Regions from separate parts of the Mus musculus genome. Here region 1 is linked to region 2. Evidence: chromatin contacts called from public Hi-C data. All regions are on one chromosome and are shown on one strand. The core of a region is the stretch at or near the end of the contact, and the rest is flanking DNA. Distances in the headings are between cores, read along the strand shown.

The links. Hi-C and Micro-C count contacts between places; a contact is called where the count stands out from the background.
Region 1: a Hi-C map of the G1E-ER4 cell line shows a contact between it and region 2, with 2.2 times the contacts expected there. The contact joins two enhancer-like sites. A contact is called at or near these places in 3 of 39 promoter capture datasets (the C10 cell line, hippocampal neurons and liver), 1 of 15 datasets of contacts at CTCF or cohesin (large pre-B cells), 16 of 484 Hi-C or Micro-C datasets (the AML12 cell line, the C10 cell line, CD8 T cells and 11 more), 5 of 115 datasets of contacts at active chromatin or transcription factors (astrocytes, embryonic basal ganglia, embryonic hindbrain and 2 more) and 3 of 9 other capture datasets (adipose tissue, embryonic stem cells and liver).

What each region holds. Positions count from the first base shown.
Region 1 is chr3:53,512,689-53,518,998 of GRCm38.p6, forward strand. Frem2 (Fras1 related extracellular matrix protein 2) reads right to left here. Exons shown (of 24, transcript NM_172862.3): 24 at 1,250-4,353. The coding sequence ends at 3,844. Among named protein-coding and RNA genes, the nearest start is that of Stoml3, 27 kb to the left of the region's middle. Within about 2 kb of position 1,598, at least 12 of the 459 cell types and tissues checked have an H3K27ac peak or open chromatin away from gene starts, as enhancers often do. A contact at or near this core is called in the G1E-ER4 cell line, where this site is marked.
Region 2 is chr3:53,030,558-53,036,280 of GRCm38.p6, forward strand. No RefSeq gene overlaps it. Among named protein-coding and RNA genes, the nearest start is that of Lhfp, 8.1 kb to the right of the region's middle. Within about 2 kb of position 3,039, at least 26 of the 459 cell types and tissues checked have an H3K27ac peak or open chromatin away from gene starts, as enhancers often do. A contact at or near this core is called in the G1E-ER4 cell line, where this site is marked.

The DNA.
Region 1 (6,310 bases), core at 348-2,847, 480 kb after region 2:
CCCAGATTGTCACTTTCATAATCCTCCTCCCAGAAACAGTTGGACTCCCAGCACCCAAGTGTGAGAAAATGCTCGCTGTTTGATTTGGTCTTGAGACAGTCTCTCTATTGCTCTGGCTGACCTGAAACCCACTATGCAGACCCACCTGCCTCTGCTTCCCCAGTCCTGGCATTAAGGTTAAGGGCATGCACCATCACAGCCAGCCATATTCCTATTAAATTTTATTTTAATGTTATTTTTGAGACAGTAGCTGTCCACACAGCCTGGCTATCCTGGAACTCACAATGGAGACCTGGCTGGCCTTAAACTCATAAAGATCCCTTTGCTGCTGCTGCCTCCTGAGTGCTGAGATTGAAGGTGTGAGTCGCCATGCCTGGCTTTACATGGGTTTAAATGTTAACTTTGAAACGGCTGTGCTGGGAAAGAGTTTATAGTAAGGTGGCTGGATAGAACTTTTTGCTTCGCACAGGCGCTTCCTTGATTCTGAGCATACACAGAGTCCTTACAAATGACAGGCTGTGGGGGCAGGGAGGGGGGAGGGCAGCAGACGTCATACTAGGCTTGCTTTGAGGTTAAAAAAGAAAGAGTGGAATCTAATGATAATGTTCTAAGAAGTTTCATTGTGGGACACAGATAGATACACACATGGCCCTGTTTGCTTGTCTAGAAGAAGCTCTGTTCACCTCCCTCCAAAGACAGAGCCTTACTTGATTACCAGTTGCCTGAGGGCAGGGTGAGTGGCCTGGTTTCTAGCCGTTAGTCAGAATGGATGATCAAGAGGACAGTGCTGGTGGGGGCTGTGACTCTCCCTATGTGGGAGACTGAGGCAGGAAGACTGAAAGTTCAAGGCCAGCCAGAGCGAAAGAGCAAGTTCACAGCTAGTCTGGGCTAAACAGTATCAAGCCAAAACCTTAAGAAAGGGTTGTACTGTAGATCAGAGGTAGTGCCACCCACCGTGTATGTGTGAGTCGTAGGTACCATCCCCAGTACTGAACACTGTATTGTGTATATTTTCCTGTGAAGCCATTGCTCCAGTCCTGTTATTCATGGGTTTTAATGTTTTGTTGCTTGTATGCTTAGGAGGGCCACTGATGCTAACATTTATCTTTGCTTTTAATACCAACCAAATGTTGGTCTTTATCAGGAGGTTTGGAGGAAGTCAAGAACTAGAGTTGACTGCCTATTCTCTATGGGAAATTACTTCGAGTATTTGTTCTCAAAATATCATAATATTAAAAAAACAAAATACTGAAAACAAAGACTTACTTTATTTAAAAAACATTTTTTTTTCTTATTGAAAAGATTTTTAAAACGATTACTGTATTTTAAGCCACATATTTAGTAAATAGATACTTTTAAAATTATGAAAAAAAAATACCAGTAAGAGGAGGAAGAAGAGATGGGAGAGAGAGAAAGAATACTGACATTTCCTATTGCAGGAGGCTAGGCTTATCTTGTACTTAATATAACATCTAACTTATAGACAATAGCTTCAATAGAACAATGCACAGCCGAGTGAGATTTGGCATAGACGCATCCTGGTCACAATATATGATAATGTGCCATTCGTTGCTATATTCACTTCCTGAGCTGAAGGCCACAGGGCAGTCAGGCTTGGAAGTGCTCAACCACTAGAAACAGCAAGCCAGTTGAGAACAATTGCTCTGACTATCTTCAGAAGATGAACTGAAAGCTAAGCAGTGGAAGTTCCTATACTGTTGGCAACATGGTCATTCCCAAATTCTGAGGTAGCCAAACATGGAGCTAAGGGTCTGCTGGAGGTAAAACAAAGAAAGGATGATAATGAACCACTCCATCTGATAAGTGGACCCCTGGGCTGACAACGCTTTCTGCCCCTGTGAGTCAGTCCCCTGGGGGACACTTGTGCTATAGATAGGACTCGCTAAGCTCCCCAACAGAAGGGTGCTACAGTGTGTCTCATCTCTTGAAAGACACTGGATGGAGAGGGAAGCAGGCAACAGGCATTTCTCCTTCAGGACCAGTGCAGCTTCCCTTTCTCAGTCAAGATATGGTTGGTATTCACAGGCACCTACTGATAGACAGGCTGGCACTCACAGGCACCCACTGATAGACAGGCTGGCACTCACAGGCACCCACTACTCACTGATAGACAGGCTGGCACTCACAGGCACCCACTACCCACTGATAGACAGGCTGGCACTCACAGGCATCCACTACCCACTGATAGACAGGCTGGCACTCATAGGCACCCACTACCCACTGATAGACAGGCTGGCACTCACAGGCACCCACTCCCCACTGATAGACAGGCTGGCACTCACAGGCACCCACTGATAGACAGGCTGGCACTCACAGGTTGATACCCACTGACATACAGGAATGACCTGAGATGAAGTTTGCTTCCGAGTATCTCCATTCTACCAGGATGGTTCAGCTTGGCCAGGGTGTGGCTGAAGCGTGAGGGGCTTCATGCAGCCTTTGAGGGCTATGTGAAGGCATTCATTTTGGTATAAATGTATTCACTGGGTTTTAGGAAATGGCCATTACTCTGCTGAAGTGTTCCTGTTCTAAACAGAATTTCTAACATACTCTTCTGAAGAGGTTTTTACACAGTGAACGATCAAAGTGACAGAACACAGATAAGGTCCCAGAGGGCAACCTCATAGCACCGGCTCGCTGAACTGGGGGAGGCCAGACAGAGATGTTCTCTTCCTGGATCACTGAAGAGAATGATTGACAGCCATGGCCACCTCCAAGTCAATTTCTGGAGTGACATGTCTAGAGAGATTCCCATTATTTAGAGCAGATTTTAGCCTAATACAATTTCCTGTGGCTGATATAAGCTCCGGATGGTGTCGTGCGGCTGTTCCTCTAAGACTAATCTCATTTGCCATCACTGTTCTAGAAAACGCGCCCAAGAGGCATTCTGGTGGTCCAAAGCATGTTAATAAATATCACTCTCACCCTTCACCATTGGTAAAGCTGTTTCTCACTATGCACGGGTTCAATACTGTAAACATCTAGGCTCAGTTCTTGAGAACCTTGTCGTGTGGCGAATCTAACTCTATGGTGTCTCTTTGCCGGCACGTCTACAACTCTCTTGCTTCACACCAAGGCTGGGTTATCAGTGAGGCCGATTAACGAGAGCCTGGCTGCAAATATATCCCGAAGACGTTAGTCTCTTAAAAATCCGTTTCCAGAATTAATATATTCTTTGGTTTAAGTGAATGTTAAATAAGCAAGTGAGACAAAGGAGGTCTGAGGGGAATGAGAAGCAATTCAGATCCAAACAAATTTTCCTTTTTTTCTAGTCATTCCTTCTATGTTTTCCCATCAGTAAGAGGTGATTCGTGGGTTGAACTAGCCCTGGTCATGACTTCATGTTGTCTTCACGGATTAGACAACTTGTCATTTCCGTGTGTTTGTCACGCTTCGGGCCTACCAATTCAAACAGTTCAGTTATACAAAGAATAAACAAATGATAACAGCACCTTCAAATTTCACACTAACAAAACAGAGTGATAGCTATCTCCTCTCAGACTTCCCAGAGAGTCCTTGAGCACCTTTGAGCACCTCGGAGCTGGTTCATCTTACCCGCTGCCTAATACAAGAAGCACCTCCCCTGCCCGCCCACCAAGGCTCTAAGCATCCTGGATGCCTTCTGGGCAGCAGGAAAGATGTGGCCTGAATTTGTCCTTTGATGCATGCATGGCGCAATAGAGTTCAAATCAAATCAAAATCTTTTAATACAGTCAGGGGCTCTTAGCACCTTTGTCACGGAAAGCTCTCAGTTCTCTGCTGCTGCTCCCAAGCAGTCGGGGGTCCTGCCCCATCTTCTGAGGCACACGGAAGAGAAGGCCATCACACCTCCGAGCTGTCGTTGTAGTGGCTCTGCGGGGACATCATGGGCTCAGTGCTTCCAGAGCCCTTTGGAGTATCCTTGCCCTTAGTGCTCCTGTTCCTGCACATGACGGCCGCAGCCACAGCCAGGCAGACTGTGAGCAAGCCCACCGTGAGGCCTCCCAGGACAGTGACAAGGCTCACTTCAGAGCTGGGACTATTGAGCTCCCAGGGCAGGATGCCGTCAGGAGGAATTCTTCCGTGGGGGACCTGCCTCTTGCCACGGCGGTTCAGGGAGATATGTTGGATGTTTGTTCCCCGGTTGTTCTCAGCACCGATCTCCCCTGCGAGGGAGGGCGTGCTCCTGACTGCTCTCTTCTTCCAGCTCTTGGTGGTTGCCTGCGGTGGTCCGGGATGCACCACTGAGTGATACTGGTACTCCAGGCTCCTCTTGCCAATGCCTCGATGGGTGTTGTCCTTAGACTTTACCGTATAGATTGTGTGTATGTACCACTCTCGGCCCAAGGCAACCTAGGAAACAGAACCCCAGGTTTAGGAAGTTAAATTCAGTGTGCACCCAACTCAAGATTATCTGCAGAAGAAATCTGTGACAGAGGTCATGATAAACGACCATTTTTTCTGTGAATTAATCTACATCACACTCTTATGACAGGTCTGTATAAAGCCAACTCCATAATACACTTGGTGTAGCCCCCCACACTCCATTTTATTTTTTGGTTTGGGGGCTCAATCTCAGGCTCTTATATATGCTAGGCATGTGCTGTGTGGCATATGCCCTCAGAGCATCCTGTATCACTCTTAGGTGACCAGGTACTGTATTTGCAGTCACAGTGAACACTATAGTCCTTTTTCTCTCCCAGTCTATCTAACTAATTGAAAAAGTAAGTTGATGGGACCACACAGTTTGATGTTTTGCTCCGTCTCTTTTACCTGGTTAGTGCTAAAAGCAGAACCAGAGCTCAAACCTTCTGAGCCTTAGCCCATCTGCGTCAAACTTAATTGCATGAAAACCCACAGGGAATGGGAAGTCAGGTTTTTGTTTGTTTCTTTTGTGGGACAGAGTCTCACATATAGCCTTGAGGGGATCTGTGAGTGTTCATTGTGTAGACCTGGTTGACCAAGATCTGTTAGCCTCTTCCTTCTGAGTGCCTGGGGGTGTGTGTGGGGGGGGTGGGGGTTGGTACATGCCAACACACACACACACACACACACACACACACACACACTGGCAAATCAGTTTGTAAGCTTTTCCAGAGCCTGGAAAAGGATTGTTTTTCTTATAATTTGGAGTGGGGGTGAGGGTGGTCGGTATTCAAGATTTGGTGAAGTGAGGAGTTCTGAGAGTTAAGAATAAACATGATAAAACACATGTTTAAAAGGATTCAGAGGAAGAAGCAGGCTTCCTTCTGGCCCCTCGTTGGCGATGACTCAGTTGGTAAAGTGCTTATCTTGCAAGCATGAGGGCCTGAGTTTGAGCCCCAGAACCTAAGTGAAAAAGTTGGGCATGACGGCCCTCATTTGTAGTCCCAGGACTAGGAATATGGACGTTATTGGACCCTTGGGGTTTCCTCCCTAGATAACCAGGCCTTTCCATGAGTCCAGGGCAGTGAAAGGTTTGGCTCAAATAAAAGGTGGACAGTTCCTGAGACTAGAACCCAAAGTGTCTCTGATCTCCACTTTCATGTGCACTTATCTCTTTCTCTTCCCCTCCCCCCCATACCCTCCATGCTCATTCTTTCTTGAAGTTGAGTTAAAGATAACACATTCCCCCTGCAGATATAAAATCCTGTTTGGGTAATTCTTGGTAAGCACCCTAAAGAAGCTGGGCGTGGTGGCGCACGCCTTTAATCCCAGCACTCGGGAGGCAGAGGCAGGCGGATTTCTGAGTTCGAGGCCAGCCTGGTCTACAAAGTGAGTTCCAGGACAGCCAGGGCTATACAGAGAAACCCTTTCTCAAAAAACCAAAAAAAAAAAAAAAAAAAAAAAAAAAAAGGACCCTAAAGAATAATACACTTGAGCACCAATGTATCACGACATAAGCACGTTTCTCGACTGTGCAGCCTGTCCATCAAGCATGGCTATAACTACCTGCGTGTCTCTATACCTTCTGTTTCTGGGACAGGATTTTTGGTCTTGGTCTATGGAATCTTCAAGAGTGGAGATTTATTTCCTGTTCAAGACTGCTTTTCTGAGTCTATCAATTCATATAAGACTTTACTCCAAAAAGATGTGCCATAAAAACACAGGAAGGGAGTGTCGAACAAGAAAAGTCAGCTGCCCACCTGTCAGACATCTGTTGTAAGCTGAATGAGAATCTTTATTACACACTCTTAAAAAAATAAAAACAAACAAAAAAACAATTGCCAAGCAGTGGTGGCACACACCTTTAATCCCAGCACTTGAGAGGCAGAGGCAGGCAGATCTCTGAGTTCAAGGCCAGCCAGGGCTACACAGAGAAACCCCGCCT
Region 2 (5,723 bases), core at 1,789-4,288:
ATATGCACACATAAAATCAATAAATACTATAATTTAATAAAATAAATAATGGAAAACAATACATTATTGGACCATCACCTAATTCTATATAGCAATGTATCTTATAAGGATAGATTAGATAGGTTTGGACATGTTACCAGATGATTCTAAGATAGTAAAAGTCTTATTAAATATTATTTATCACTTATTGAGTAATTACCATGTGCTGAAAATTTTCACATGCATTTTTTAGTTTTCAAAACAACACTATGAGTAAACGTTATTAAATAACTTACCTAAAAATCAGAGAGCCCGTGAGTGGATGCTATACCATCCTGCAAGATCAAATCTAGGCCAATCCAGTTGTGGGGGCAGGAATTCACTGTGCTGCCTTGGCTAGTCTACCTCTGACTGCAGTTACACTTTAACTTGGAAAATATTTGGCCAAAAAATATTTTTTATTAAAAAAATGTTGGTTTTATGTTTATGGCACCAGGTTGTGTTTTGGGACTTGATCTTAGTCAGAGCCTGGCAAATGAATCTTAGCTGAAATTTCTCAGAACAGTAGACAGAGCTTTTTTTTTTTTTAAATTAACTATTTTATTTTATTTTATTTTATTTTATTTTATGTATGAGTGTTTTGTCTGCATGTATGCATGTTCACCACAAGTGTGTGTGGTACCCAGGGAGGTCAGAAGAGGAGATTGGCTACACTGGAACTGGACTTAGTTACGGCTGTTTGTGAACCACCCTCTGGGTGCTGGGAACTGAACCTGGCTTCTTCAAAATAGCACCAAGTGCTCTTAACCACTAAGCCATTTCTCCAGCCTCAGTACGTGGTTTTAAATGTAGATTTGCATGTGCTGGGTGGTCTTTTAATGTACAAACTTGAATATGCTTAAGAATTCAGCTGAAACTGTCCAGCAGGGAAAAACAAACAAACAAACAAACAAAAGACAAACAGATGATCTGAAATAAGGACTTGAAAAAACTTTGAGAAAAAGACAATTTCCCTAGTTCTGAGTGGTTAGTACTATTACCACAATGTCATTATTATTATGGCCTTAAAAATAACCATGATGTTATTTCTGTGTCAGCAATGGAGGAATAAGGCAAGGAGGAAAAGTTTGTCTGTGACAAAAGGGCCTGTCACCTTGTCTTAAAGCAGATTCCCCCAAGCTGAAACATTCCCTGGGGCGAGGTAGAGTGAGGTGGGGGTGGGGAAGACTGGCGTCAACAGAATGTCACTTTGTCTAGGAGGGTAAAAGCCTTCAAGAGTCACAAGGCCACTCCCTTCCCAGCTATAGGAGGAGCAAACCACTTCAGGGGAAGAGATGCTGATCAAGCGACCTAACTGTAGTGATTCCTTGGCTCTGTAGAGCTGTCTGAGTTGTGCAGAGGGCCGGGTGGTGGTGGGTTACAGCCTTCGCGGTTTGTTAACTGTGTTGGGGTCTGCTCTTCAGTTGATGTACCTGTTTTTAAGTCACGGAGCTCCTGTAAACCCTTGCTCATACTCCTACACTAAAACCCATTGGTTTGCCAAGCTGGGCTTTGGTACAGTAGTTATTTGGTCTGCTTTGGTTCCCTTTCTGGGGTTTGTGGGTATGTGTGACAGCTCACCTGGGTCTCTCCTATGTTGTTGGACATTCAACGTTGTCTCCATATGGTTTTACCTGCATACTATGGCGAGAAATCTGCTACCAGCCTGATTGGCCATCAGCCTTGTCTGGCTCATTACACAGTCTAATTGCCCTGGACGCAATGGTGTTTGGGAGAGGGTCATTAGGAGATGAACAAATATGTGGGAAATACTTTTATAATCAGGGCTTTAAAAAAAGAAAAAGGCCAGAGAGCTCCCTTGTCTTCTCTGCCCTGTGCAGACACAGCAAATGAGTGATGGTGAGAGAGGAAGAAAAAGGAGGAAGAAAGGAAGAGGAGGAGGAAGAAGAGGAAGAGGAAAAGGAAGGAGAAGAAGATCATGATGATCAAGATGAAGCAGCAGCAGCTGCAACAGCAAGGGACCTCCTCCCCTCTGCCAGATAAGGTGAACTGGAGAAAGATAAGAGGACAGCTGTCAGTGAGCCCGGAAGCTAGCTTCAGCGGATACGGAGTCTTCTGAAGAACTCCACACCCACCACAACTATGAGGAAGACATTTGTGTTGTTAAGCCATCTCTGGGGTCCTTGGATTTTGTTTCTGCAGTCCAGTGGATCTCGGATTGCTGTCCCACTGTGCCTGGTGTGGGAAACAGGATAATCGGATGCCCCACTTTACAGTGTTACTTGTCCAAGGTCAGATAGCGATTTGGCAGCTAAATCAAGCCCAGAACTGGGTGTTCCTGCCTCCTAACTATGCTAAAATCTCACAAGTATCTTTTTTTGTGCCTCCTTTTTTTTTTCTTTACACTTAAAAATGCAAATGAGAGGGCATCACACAAGCAGCAGATGTTTGTGTCTCTTCCAGTTCACCAGATTCAAACTTGCTCTAATCTAGGTGATTCGGTCCCCTCCCTCAGCTGCACGCATGCTCAAATAAGACCCATGATGGTCTCAACACAGCAACTGGCATGAAAGAATGTAGCAATTTATCAGTAAGCATAATACGTGTAATTTCTGGTTAAGAATCATGACTCTGAAAGAAAAGCCCAGTGAGGTTGAAAACCAAACCCAACCAAAAACAAAAAATGAGGACCAAAATAAGAGTTCATTTGTAAGTCTGGTGTGGTGGCTCACACACTGAATCCCAGCATTCTAGAGGCAGAGGCAGGTGGATCTCCGGGTTCAAGACCATCCTGGTCTACACAGAGAGATCTGGGACAGCCAGGGCTACACAGAGAAACCCCATCGACCAAAGAATGAATGCATAATAGCAGAGAAGGCATTTGAGAACCTGTGGTTTCTTGGTATTTTCAACACTTCTGTACTAAGCCACACAATGCTCACAGGTTAAAGTGTTCTGAACAGAGAGGCGCTGGGAAGCTAGTCATTATTACCAGAAAAGTCAGTGTAGCTGCAGTCCACTACCTTCCTTCCTCCCTACAGGAAACACGATGGAAGATGTGCCCCCTTTGCTGCACTTTGGACACTAGGGGGCTTCTAGTATCAAGAAACAAGCACAGGACATTGCAGAAAATGCCCTACAATCCCAGTGCCTGCATTTATTCAAGCCCTCACCCCTAACGGAAACACAGGAAGGGCTTGACCATCTCTCCTCAGGCAAGTGATGGGACATGTTGGTTTGATTAGGTAAAGGCTCTGACCAGAATATAAATAAATAATAAATAATAAATAATTACAACTAGCTTCTGAGTCACTATCGATTTGTTTAAGGTCCAGACCCTGCATGTTGACTCCTCATAGTATGGCCAGAAGTTAGTTATGACTCTTTAGGAAAAGATATATTGATGTTCTGTCTTTGTGTCATGTGGGCTTCCTATTTTTAATATTTTTAGCTTGAGATATCTAAGATGATATAAGATACAATGCTAAGTAGATGAAAAGCTACTGACTTTAAAGATATATCCTTTGGAATATAGTCATGTGCCTTATTCTATGTGTTTGTGGTGTGTGTGTGTGCACACACACATGCGTGCACACACACACACGTGCACATGTGCATGCATGCCAGAGGTAAATGCTAAGTGTCTTTCTCTACATCTCTAACTTTTTCATACAGGGTCTCTTACTTAACCTGGAACTCATTATCTGGGGCTGAATTATAGCCAGCAAGCTCCAGCAAGCTCCAGCAAGCTCCAGCAAGCTCCAGCAAGCTCCCCGTCTGCATACAGCACCAGGTCCTGGCTCCTTGTGCCTTTTCAGTGGGCACTAGGGATCTGAACTCAGGTCCTCATGCTTGCTCAGTGAGTACTTTACCTACTAAGCCATTGGTTTTTTTACGTAGCAAAGACTAGAGTCTAGTGATGTATTTAAACAAGTTTACTTTGTATTATAATTAATTGACTCATGAATGTATAGGGTGTTTTACTTGCATATACTTCTGTACATCACAGGCATGAGATCCCCTGGGACTGGAGTTACAGGTGGCTGAGCCATCATGCGGGTGCTGAAACAGAACTCATACTCTCTGGAAGAGTAGCCACTGCTCGTAACCACTGGGCCAACCCTCCGGTCTCTATTTGATATGATTTTTAAAAGAACCCTGGTGTGCAGTCAGTTAATGTTTGAGAAAGGCATATTCCACCTATCTCTCATCAGGAGAGGTGTCTCTTTATTTGAGATGTGGCAGGGGAAGAGGTGTTTATGGTCCAGTTGTCTATGCCCTTCTCCTCCAAGGATGAGAGCGAACAACATGGATAAAAATGGGGAAAGCTGAAAATGCCCACAGACTAGAACCAAGACTCGGCTTCCAAGGGCAGCCTGGGCAAGAGGCACAAGACAAAGGGTTCATCTGGGGAGATGAGCCAACCTGGCTACTCACAAAGGCAGCAGCAGACGGAGCTCCCTAATTAGGTGACAGTATGGGGCATTCTGCGGGAAGGGGCCACAGACCCCAGGCACATGCTTCCCTTTCAGGGGGTTGTAACGAAGCTATAAAGGATGGACGTCTCCTTTAAAGTGATCGGCTCCTGTGGACCCGTGAGCAGGAACTCTCTTCCCAGTCTGGAGTCAAGGTGAGTACTTCCTGGAGAGTGAGACAAATCAGACCCACAGCCCAGTGAGAGCTTTCTCCAGGAAACAAATAGCAATGTGGGCACCTCCATCAATAAAGGTAGAAGTAGGAGGCCAAGGTCAGCCTCCTGAGGTTCAGAGAACTTTTCTTGTAGTTAGGCCTTCGGGCGCTTTGAGTCCAAAGTAAGTTCAAGTAGAAAAAGAAATTATGGGTCCCTCTCAGCTCCCTCCTGCTTCCCCTTCCCCTCATTTTCTGCCCCCCCCCCACCTTTCTCTTTCTCTTTGTGTGCTCAAGTGTGTATGCATGCATGCATGTGTGCGTGTGTGAGTGCTTCCTCGTGCCGTTCCGGTGTCTGGCTACATTCGACGCTGTATCCTGCTTCTAACTCTGTTTTTATCCCTTATCTTCTGCACTTGTCACGTTGCCTGCACTCTCTAGCTTTCACCATGCAGAGATATTGATCTTTGGAGATATAACTAGCCAACCGCCATTCCATCTCATTCACCCGTTCACTCTAGTTGGCAAGTCAACTGAGTAGAGCATTTAGGAGACAATCTTTGGCAGTTCAGCTCAATGCCAACTTGGAACATTAGTTTCCTTGTTTTCTCTGTGTCTTACGGGCCCCACTCTGGAGCTCCCAGCAAACTCTCAGCAAAATAAATAAATAAATAAACAAACAAACAAATAAAGGCTAAATGAACATGATCAATCCCACTTGGTCTCTGAAGGAGGGCAGCAAATAATAATAATTTTCTTCATCTGAAATCCGAACAAATTGAAGGGGACAAAGTGACAGGTAGAGCCCAGAGTGCTGTCCATTTCACTGCTGGTGGCTAATTGAAGCCTGTCACCTGGTGAGGGGCAAACACGTCTTTGCCCTGAACCCTGGGCACTGCACGCATGGCCATTCTTCTCCGTCTCTGCAGTGTGATCAGAGCAGGATTCCTGGGTTCAGAGTCTCCTGCTGGTGTGGGAGAGTCACTAGGTACCCGGCTTCTCCTGACCCTTCAGTTTGTCTAGTTGGCAGGCATGCGTGCAGAGGCCAGGGTTTGTAGGAAACCAGAGAGCTGGGGAGAAGTCTTCCATTTCACTACAGCTAAAATAGGAAACCACTT